Regions from separate parts of the Sus scrofa genome. Here region 1 is linked to region 2. A link is a contact called in public Hi-C data. All regions are on one chromosome and are shown on one strand. Each heading gives the region's core, a stretch centred on a gene start, on an enhancer-like site or on the middle of the called end of the contact. The rest is flanking DNA. Distances are from core to core; before and after follow the strand shown.

Region 1 (4,983 bases), core at 1,119-3,618, 290 kb after region 2:
GTTAAGGATCCAGCATTGCCGTGAACTGTGGTGTAGGTAAGCAGAAGCGGCTCGGATCTGGCGTTGCTGTGGCTCTGGCATAGGCCTGCAGCTACAGCTCCGATTAGATCCCTAGCCTGGGAACCTCCATATGCCGTGGGTGCAGCCCTAAAAAGACAAAAGACCAAAAAAAAAAAAAAATGCTGCTTGCTGCTATGGGTATTTCCCTCTTGTTTGAGAAAAGCCCTGGAACCAGCTCACAGATAAGTGGCATAAACAGCAGCAGCAAGCCAGAGACAGAAGAAAAAAATATATAACATCCTGGCTATTTTTATTATTCAGTGTTTCTGGGACAGTTTGCTTACCACTTCTCCATGTCACTCCGCTCCCTAATCCCTACTCCTTACAACACCCATCATAGTGTGACCGAAAGTGGGCCACAGAGCTAGGGCCCAGAGACTTCCTCGTTCCAGCACCAGATAGTCACCACGGATATTAACAGCTCACTTGGGCTCCAGAATAGACCCAGTACCATACGCAAATCCCAAGGCTCCCTTCTCTCTAAACTTCTCACCTCCTATTCCTGGCTTCATCATACCTCCTCCATCCTCAGACTGCCTCAGAACCTGGTGAGGTCACCACCTCTATTCATCCTGAGGTAGCACCGAATGAGAAGGGAAAAGGGGGTGGGGTGGGAAGAAGCAGACCTGTGGGGTATTCTTCTCTGCTGAGAATTGCTCAGAGGCTGGTCCTGCCTAGGGCATGGGAAGTCTCAGCTAGCTGCGGGAATTGGGCATCCTCAAGACAGGTGACCTTGTCCTGGGACCATGCAGAGGTTCAGAGCCCAGAACTGGGCCTCTTCCCTTTGCCTCTCTCCTTCCCATTACACTCTTAAACTAATCCCAGAGCACTCTTAAACTAATAGGAGTGTCCTTCAATTATGAGACAAATTCACAGACAACCACCTCCCCCTTTCATCTGTCTAACACTTTTGTATCCAGAATCTCACCTCTAAAGAATTATATAATATACAAATGCAATTATATTACAATTTTTATGGTGGAGAAACTGAGTCCCAGGAGTTCCCCTCATGGCTCAGTGGTTAACGAACCCGACTAGCATCCATGAGGACATGGGTTCAATCCCTGGCCTCGCTCAGTGGGGTTAAGGATCTGGCATTTCTGTGAGCTGTGGTGTAGATCACAGATGCAGCTCAGATCCTGCATTGCTGTGGCTCTGGCTTAGGCTGGCAGCTACAGCTCTGATTCAGTCCCTAGTCTGAGAACCTCCATATGCTGCCCGGTGCACCCCTAAAAGACAAAAAGACAAAAAAAAAAAAAAAAAAAAAAAAGAGGAGTTCCCATCATGGCACAGTGGTTAACGAATCTGACTAGGAACCATGAGGTTGCAGGTTTAATCCCTGGCCTTGCTCAGTGGGTTAAGGATCCGGCATTGCCTTGAGCTGTGGTGTAGGTCACAGACGTGGCTTGGATCCCGTATTGTTGTGGCTCTGGCTTAAGCCGGTGGCTCCGATTTGACCCCTAGCCTGGGAACCTCCATATGCCTCCAGCGCAGCCCTAGAAAAAGACAAGAAACAAAAAACAAGAGTCCCAGAGTTTCATCCCCAAGTTGGAGTTCATACCCATCAGCCACAAGCCTACCAAAGCCATCCTGTCTGCCTGTCCCCTAGTCCTTCCTGTCCCAGAAGACACCACTCCTAGGGCAGAGATCATTCGCTGTTTCCTCTTGGTTTTAGCATTTTAACAATGGAGGGCTAGCAAAGCAACCTGCATTGCTATGGAGAATTTTCAGATAGGATTGAGGAGGGGTGCCCCTGCAGTTTATGGACGTTCTGGGCCAGGGATCAAACCCACACCACAGCAGCAACCTGAGCCACAGTAGTGACAATTCCAGATCCTTAACCCACTGCACCACCAAGGAACTCCTCAAATAGGAATGTTCTACATCTTTTCTGCCCAATGCAGTAGTCCCTAGCTACATGTAGCTATTTAGTACTTGAAATATTGTGAGTGTAAATGAGAAACTTACTTTAAGATGTTTAATTTATATTTTGATTTAAGTAACTACATAAGGCTGGTGGCTAGTATTGGACAGTGCAGTTCGGGAATATTCGACTCAGAACTCCTGAAGATCTGGGCTATCACTTCTCACACTAAGCACCCCCACCCCAGGCCCTCCAGAATTTTGAGCGACCTTTCTGAGTTACCCTGGCAGCGCCAGGGAGGTAGATGGTCCACTGGACTGCGCTGTGGTGGCCTGCGGCCCTCTTTTACCTGGTCTCGCCTCGGCCGCCAGGGGTCGCTGCGCCCCGGCTGGGAGCGCCGGGCGGACTGAGCGCCGTGTGCGGTGCCCCGCGCGGTCCGGGAGGAGGCGGTGACGCGGGAGGAGGGCTGGCGAAGCGGGGGCGGCCCCCGGAGAGGAAGAGGAGGCGGCGGTGGCCGCTGTGTGCTCGCTGGCGGTCCTGCGGGCAGGAGCCTCGGAAGGACCCTGGCTGAACTCTGCAGAACTGGCCGGGCGGGCCCGGAGCTCCTCGGTGCCCAGAGCGGGCCCGGCATGACCGTGATGCTAGTTTGGCCAGAGCCCCTCCGCCTCGGGGACGCATCAACTTGGTGAAGGGGACAGGGCTCCGGACTAGACAGCAACCGAGCTGGCCGCTCCCGGCTGCAGTCTCCCTTTCGGAGTCTCTATCCAGGGCTCAGAGGCGAGGAGACTCTCGGGCAGGTGGGTTGAACCAGTGGGAACCATCGTAGGGTAACGAGTGGGCACCGCCGTGGGGCAGGTAGGTCCCAGGATGGGGGTTCAGAATTGGGAGGACTGAGCGGTTGCGGGGCGGGGGCGGGAGAAGACAGAGAAAGATTAGAGGATCTTGCGGTTCTCATTCTCAGCCCATGCTAGTATGCAGGGGTTGGGTGAAACAGCCTGGGAAACTGAGGCGCGAGCGTGGAAGCCTGAGAACAACTCCCAGAAGCTTCTTTCTCTAGATCTCTCTGAGGGAGGGGACAGAGGGCGGGAGGACCCACCCCAGTGCCCACCCCAGGTCTGGTATTGGGGTCCATAGGAGAGAGGGGAGGGGTGGCAGCTCAGAGAGAAAAGACACAGCTGCGTTTGTCATGATCAAAACGAAGTGTTCTGATGGAGACAGGGAGAGAAGACACCTCCTCAGAAAAGAGGTACTTCTAGAAGCTCTCTGCCTATGGAGTACACCCACCCTAGAAGTACTGATAGCACTCCCACCCTCTGTCCTCATTGTCCTTTCTGGGCTCTCACTCTGGGAAGCTAGGGCATGGGTTCTCCGTCTCTCTTGGGCCCCACTATCCTACCTGCCTCAGCTCCACTTCCCTTTGGAGGCTGAAGGAGGGGAGATCTTAGGGAGAAATGGAGAAGCTTTGGGGCTAGGGCCTCTGGGAATGGGGGTGAGGGTGGCAGAGCTGAGCCAACTCCTGTCAAGTTCAGGAAGCAGGTGTGATGGGGCCAGGATGAGGAGGCAGAGAGGATTCAGGACCTCGGTCAGTATTCACAGGCACCTCTTTCCAGCATCAGTCTCAGCAGCAGGGCCTGAAGGCCAAGAACTCTTCCTTGACCTTCAGCTCCTTCCCTAGCCAGAGAGATGACAGCATTGATTCTTAGACACCTCCTACCACCAGCCCTGCTTCACTCCTGGGACACAGAAACTCCCTCCAGTTTCTCTTCTGAGGCTTACCACCCTACTGTGCTTCCAGAGTCTGTAAGGACCCCTGTGGATTCCCAGGGCCAAGGAAGGACCCCCCTGCTCTCTGAATTAGGCTCTACCTCAGTGCCCAGTCCACCCCCCATGTCCCCACCCAGGCCCTCCTCCATCTCCTGCAGGGCCACGAGCTCCTTCTGTCCTTGGCAGACCCTGAGAATCTTTCCTCCTTGTCTAGGTAGAGTGAATCCGAAGCCAGTGGATGAACAGACAGAAGCTAAAAGATCCCCAAAAAGGTGAGTGAGGAGGCAGTTGATCAGGGGGAGTAGGAGGGTGAACAGAGATGAAGCACCCAATCCAAGGGAGCAGCCATCTGGCCTCTGGTGTTTCCAGCACGTGCTGGTGCCTGAGGAAGCCCAGTGATGCTGCAAGAGGCCAGCAGTGCAGCAGAGGGGGTGGTCCAGGCCCCTTCCATGCTTGGATGGCCCCCAGCTGCTCTGTGCCTCTGCTTCCCTGGGATTCTTCCATTTCTACTCCCCCCTTGGGATAGATTTGGGCACCATCAAGGATGGAGGAGAAGGAAAGGGGAGGAGAACGCAAGCAGGGCGGTGCAGTGGGCCCCGGGTAGGCTCCTGAGCTCTGGGCTCTGCCACCACACTTGCTGCCTGGCCTTGGGCAAGTCTTTGGACTTCTATTGGCCTCCTTTCTTCCTTTTTAGATTTAAATTTTGTTTAATTTGAATTGCTAGGACATGCCCATGGTTTCAGAACCCAAAAGGTTAAAGTGCAATAGGGAGAACAATATCTCCCTTCTACCTCTGTATCCCAGCCTAACCAGTTTCCTTTCTGGATGGCAAACAGTGTTATTCGGGGGGTTGGGTACATTTTCCAGAGCTAGTTTACCCATATTTGAGTAACATATATAATCCTTCCCTTTGACACTACACCCCATCCCGCAGTCTGCTTTTTCTCCTAAATGATTCTCATTGGAGATCATCGCATCCCTCAGGACATGAAGCACTTCCTCATTCTTTTACAGCCGTCTGGATGGGACTGCATTTGCACACATGGCCAACATGTAATTAGCCAGCCTTTTATTGATGATTGTTCGGTTGTGTCTAGACTTTTTGAGTATCAGTTTGCTCATCTGTAAAATAGGTACAAATAATCCTACTTTGTAAGATAGTCATGAAGACTTCAAGAGTATGTTTGCAGAGAGTGTGGGACAAGTGCTCAAAACATGGGAGTCAGGGAGTTCCCGTCGTGGCTCAGTGGTTAACGAGCCATCCTTCTGGGATGGCCTAGCTCAGTGGGTTAAGG
Region 2 (4,652 bases), core at 1,104-3,603:
TCAGAATGTGAACTTCTTTGTAAATAGGATCTTTGCTGATATAATGAGTTAAGATGAGGTCATACTAGATTAGGGTGAGTTCTAAATCCAGTACGACTCTTGTTCTTATAAGAGGAGAAGAGGACCTATAGAGATATCAAGTCACAGAGGCTGAGACTGGGGTGATGCAGCTGCAAGCTAAGGAATGCCAAGGATTGCTGGGAAACCCCATAATCTAGGAGAGTAGTACAGAATGGATCCTGCCTCAGACCCATAGCCACCAATACCCCTCGCCAAGGAACTAAAACGTCAACACCTTGATTTCAGACTTCTAGCATCCTGATTGAGTGAGAATACGTTTCTGTTGTTTTAAACCCCCCAGTTTGTAGTAATTTGTTACAGCAGCACTAGGAAACTAATACAACTTGTGGCAGCAGGAGGAATCCTACAGAACTCCCAGATTTGTTTACTTCCAGTCTAAAGCACTTATACTCCACCATTTCCTCCCCAAACCAACCATAAACATTTAGGTACACCTACCTAGGAAGTTTACCAATTTGGAGAAAAATTAACACACTCTATAATCTTTAGCACTTCTTAATAAATTGTTACCAGACACACAGTAGGCATCTAATAAATACTTACTGCCACATTGATAAAATAATAGACATAAAAATGCTAAGTTGTGATAGAAAATAAATAGCCAATAAGGACAACAAGCACAGGGAACTATACTTAATACTTTGTAATAAACTTTAAGAGAAAAGAATCTGAAAAAGAATATATATATATACACACACAAATGTATATACGTGCATATATATACATATATGTATAACTGAATCACTGTGCTGTATACCTGAAACTAACACCACGACATTGTAAGTCAACTATATTTCCATTTTTTTTTTTTTTTTTGTCTTTTGTCTGTTGTTGTTGTTGTTGTTGTTGTTGTTGCTATTTCTTGGGCCACTCCCGCAGCATATGGAGGTTCCCAGGCTAGGGGTTGAATCGGAGCTGTAGCCACCGGCCTACGCCAGAGCCACAGCAACGCGGGGGGGGCCGCGTCTGCAACCTACACCACAGCTCACAACAATGCCAGATCGTTAACCCACTGAGCAAGGGCAGGGACCGAACCCGCAACCTCACGGTTCCTAGTCGGATTCGTTAACCACTGCGCCACGACGGGAACTCCTCCATTTTTAAAAATTAAATTCAAATGGTATGTTTAAAATGATATGTTGTTATACAAATTTAAAATATTACAAACCCACTTTCAACCTCTGTGTACACCTTTGTACCACACTCTAAATTTATGCACACATTTTATATATTTGAAGCATCACAAAACTTCAAGTTCACAAGACCTGCTTCTTTCACCAGCTCCAGAGGTGATAAATTAAAAGGAGAGCAATCTGAATACCCTTAGGACACTGAATCCGACAAAGCAAGGATGATCTCATTTTGGCTGGGTCCTCCCACACTCAGGAATGGACATGTGGGAGCTCAGGGAGTCAAGGGAGCTGCTATAAAGGAAGTAGGCACCAGGTCAGCCTGGGAGTAGAGCTGGGTGGTGGTAGGTTAACAAAGGGAAGGAGGGGCAGGAGGGAGGAGCTGATTCACTGGGACAACTTAGAGTGACTCACTCAGAAGCCAGCAGAAAATAGCCTGTTCTCCCACATCTGCCTCATTGTCAGGCAATGAAGCACTTCCTCATTGCACACCCATAACGCAGGGCAAAGGGGAGGAGGAGGAAATGGGATTTTTCAAATTCGTGGGCCTAGTCCAGCACTTAAACTCTGTTTTTAACCATTCCGGACATTTTGTTTCAAGTGAAGTCAGTATGTATTGAGCACCTACTGTGTTCCTGGCCCTTCATCTTGCCTTTCAGATTGTCAGTCTCCTGCATACGGAGAATGATGCTCTTCTGAAGTTCTCTACATCCTACTTTGTTACTTCAAAAGCACTTGGGCTGCTGTTGAGCACCTCAGTACGGTCTTTTTGTCCTTCTTATATAGAGATGATCCTCTCAAGCCTACAGTCAACAGGGGGAGGGAAGGAGCTTTTTTCTGTCTCCAATGCTGTTTTTAGCCATCCACTCTCTGGACCAGTCCTCCTTATAGGAGCAGATGTGCAGAATGTAGCATAGTTCACTGATCCTTGTTGGAAATTATTTACCATTTACTACCTCTATGGCTTTACTTGATTTCTCTGAATCTCTATTATCTCATCTGTAAAATGGACAGAGTGCTATCTATCTTACAGGTTAGGAAATATTTTTCATATGGTAGTGAAGATTAAATAAGATACCATTATGTGAAAGTAACTGGCACAGTGATGACACTAATATTGGTTTATTTTCTTCAGTCTTCCCTCTTGATCACACAGACTGACCACATCCCTCCACTAGACTGTAAACTGCTTGAGGACAGGGCTGCATCTGGCTTGAAGCAGTCTGCCTGGGTGAGTACCTGACCCCTAATACTGTTTTGCTTAATAAGAACTGTGAAGATTAGAATAATATTATTAAAATTTACACTATTTATGCATCATATTGTAAGTATTTATTACATTATACCTAAAAATAACAGGTCATTGAATCAATCTGTGAAGTGGAAAATGAATCCAGAAACCTTGACCTCAGGAAGGGATGCATCCTCTCCCCTCTCTGGATTATTTGGTCCTGGTAGGGCTTGCTGCCACCAGCAAGATCTGCATTTCTGTGTTCGCAAGGGACAGACATTCCTTGCATCCTCTACTGTTCTTTGTCCCAACGCCACTGCAAAAGCCCTAGCCCGGGGTGTACTGGGGCCAGGGACACAAGAAAACCTAGACAACCAGATTTTATTCGTTCCACCCCCACCTGGAAGGCAGGTCGGGCCGGGTTTGTGCTCTTCCGGAGCCACCCGTGTCCCGGCTCCCCGCCCGGAGGGGTCCAGAGCTACTATTCTCTTCTAAAAGTAATGTGAAAAGAGAAGTGGGGGGGATGGTCCTCCGGGTTTTGCATCTTTGCGTCCTTGCTTCTAGCAGAAGCTCATCCAAGGAAAAAAAGAGCAGGCAAGCCATGTTACCAGGTTTTCAACAATTATTTCTAAAATAGACACTAAAGCACACTTCACTTATTAACATTTTGGATGAAATGAAACATTAATATGCCCGATCAATCAGGGCACCGGAAACCGGCCTTTCCTAAGCTTCCCGTACCACGACGGTAAACACTAGCCACAGTCCTGTTCAGGAGCCGCATCGAAGGAGGAAAGTTGCAGAAGCCCGGCGGGGAGAGGCGCGAGCCCACCCGGGAGCCCCGGCCGGAGAACGGCGCTTCCTCCCGGAAATGACGCGCACTCAATCCCAGCTTGGCTCTCCCCAAACAAAAGGGATCCAGGGGCCCCGGGAGGAGCGTAAATGACATTGGAGAAGCCCCGCCTCCAGCCGACTCGGATTGGTGCGGGGGCTGAAGAGACGAGGAGACGACTGGCCCTGCGGAATGCCAATGCCCCCGCCTGGCGGTTGAGGGGCGGGGCCTCCGGGGGCAGTGGATGCAGCGGCTGGCGGAGGCGGCCGGGAGCCGAGTCCAGAGCGCAGGGAAAAGGTAGGAGCCACTGGTGCTGGGGCTTGGCGGTGGCTGGGAGTCCGGATTCTCGAGAGAAGAGCAAGGGTAGGACCACTGGAGTCCTCCCGCCACCGTCCCAAATGCCACTCGCGCCCATCCCTTGAGGGGGCGGGGCGGTCTCCTCTACCTCCCGGTATTCCCAGAGGAGGCAGCTCCTCATCCTTCGTGGGTGCTCGCAGCTACTTATTGTCCCCCTTCAATCCCAACTCCCCAGAAGGGGCTGCCCTTCTGACAAGTCCCCCATTTAAGGCCCCCCTCGCCCAGCTCCTCAACCTTGGAAGAGGACATACAGGTTCGTATTCCGTAGTCTGCCGCCTCCCACCCCCATTTTGTACCCCGGGAAAGACAGACATTCCCTTCCTACACCTGTCCCTGCCCACTGTGGTGGGACCAGAGCTCCTTTCATCCGTAAGATAAAAATCAGTGTTTTCAAAAAAGAGAGAGGTCGAAGTAAAAATCAAAGACCCGACCTAGACATCCAGCTCCAGGGACGAAATCAGCCTTCCCCAACCTGGGTTCTTCCCATCCCCCATTCTCTGATCCTCAGCCTTCCTCCGAAGCCCCTTGGGTCCTCTTTTCTCTCTTGGCGAGGGCTCACCTGTTTCGAGACTTTTTTAGATTCTGGAGGGAGGAGAAATAGGAATCTTCCCCACCCCCTTTGTACCTTTACTCTCTATTCTTTGAGGGAGAACCGAACCTCTAAGGGATTTTTTTAGGTTTGAGTTGTTTCATTTTTGCTTTACACCCTACTTCTTCCCTGAGATCTTGAAAAACCATCCTTATTGTGTTTCAAAGTGAGGTGGGCGTGTTGGGTATCTACGGGGTTGGCCCTGTGTGCCTAGGAATGCAAGTGTATATTGTTGGACTGTCAGTGAATAACGGCATGCTTTCAAGTGAAACAGTACAGATAAGTAAATAAAGAACTTTACATTAGGAATGAGTATCTCCCAGTCTAGGGTGGGCTCCTCTGTTGCTCAGGGAGACTGCAGTTAACCTTGAAGGTATAATTCCTTTGAAACAAAAGGCAGGAAGTGTTTGAAAAAAATTCAGGTTCAGTGGT

The links. Hi-C and Micro-C count contacts between places; a contact is called where the count stands out from the background.
Region 1: a Hi-C map of skeletal muscle shows a contact between it and region 2, with 4 times the contacts expected there. The contact joins the promoter of FAM19A3 here to the promoter of CTTNBP2NL in region 2. A contact is called at or near these places in 1 of 5 promoter capture datasets (fetal skeletal muscle), 8 of 47 Hi-C or Micro-C datasets (blood, embryonic fibroblasts, liver and 3 more) and 2 of 2 datasets of contacts at active chromatin or transcription factors (alveolar macrophages and skeletal muscle).

What each region holds. Positions count from the first base shown.
Region 1 is chr4:107,716,740-107,721,722 of Sscrofa11.1, reverse strand. FAM19A3 (protein FAM19A3) reads left to right here and starts at 2,368. Exons shown (of 8, transcript XR_001303450.2): 1 at 2,368-2,721; 2 at 3,903-3,960.
Region 2 is chr4:108,010,465-108,015,116 of Sscrofa11.1, reverse strand. It overlaps CTTNBP2NL (CTTNBP2 N-terminal-like protein), which reads left to right and starts at 2,353. Exons shown (of 6, transcript XM_003125850.4): 1 at 2,353-3,571.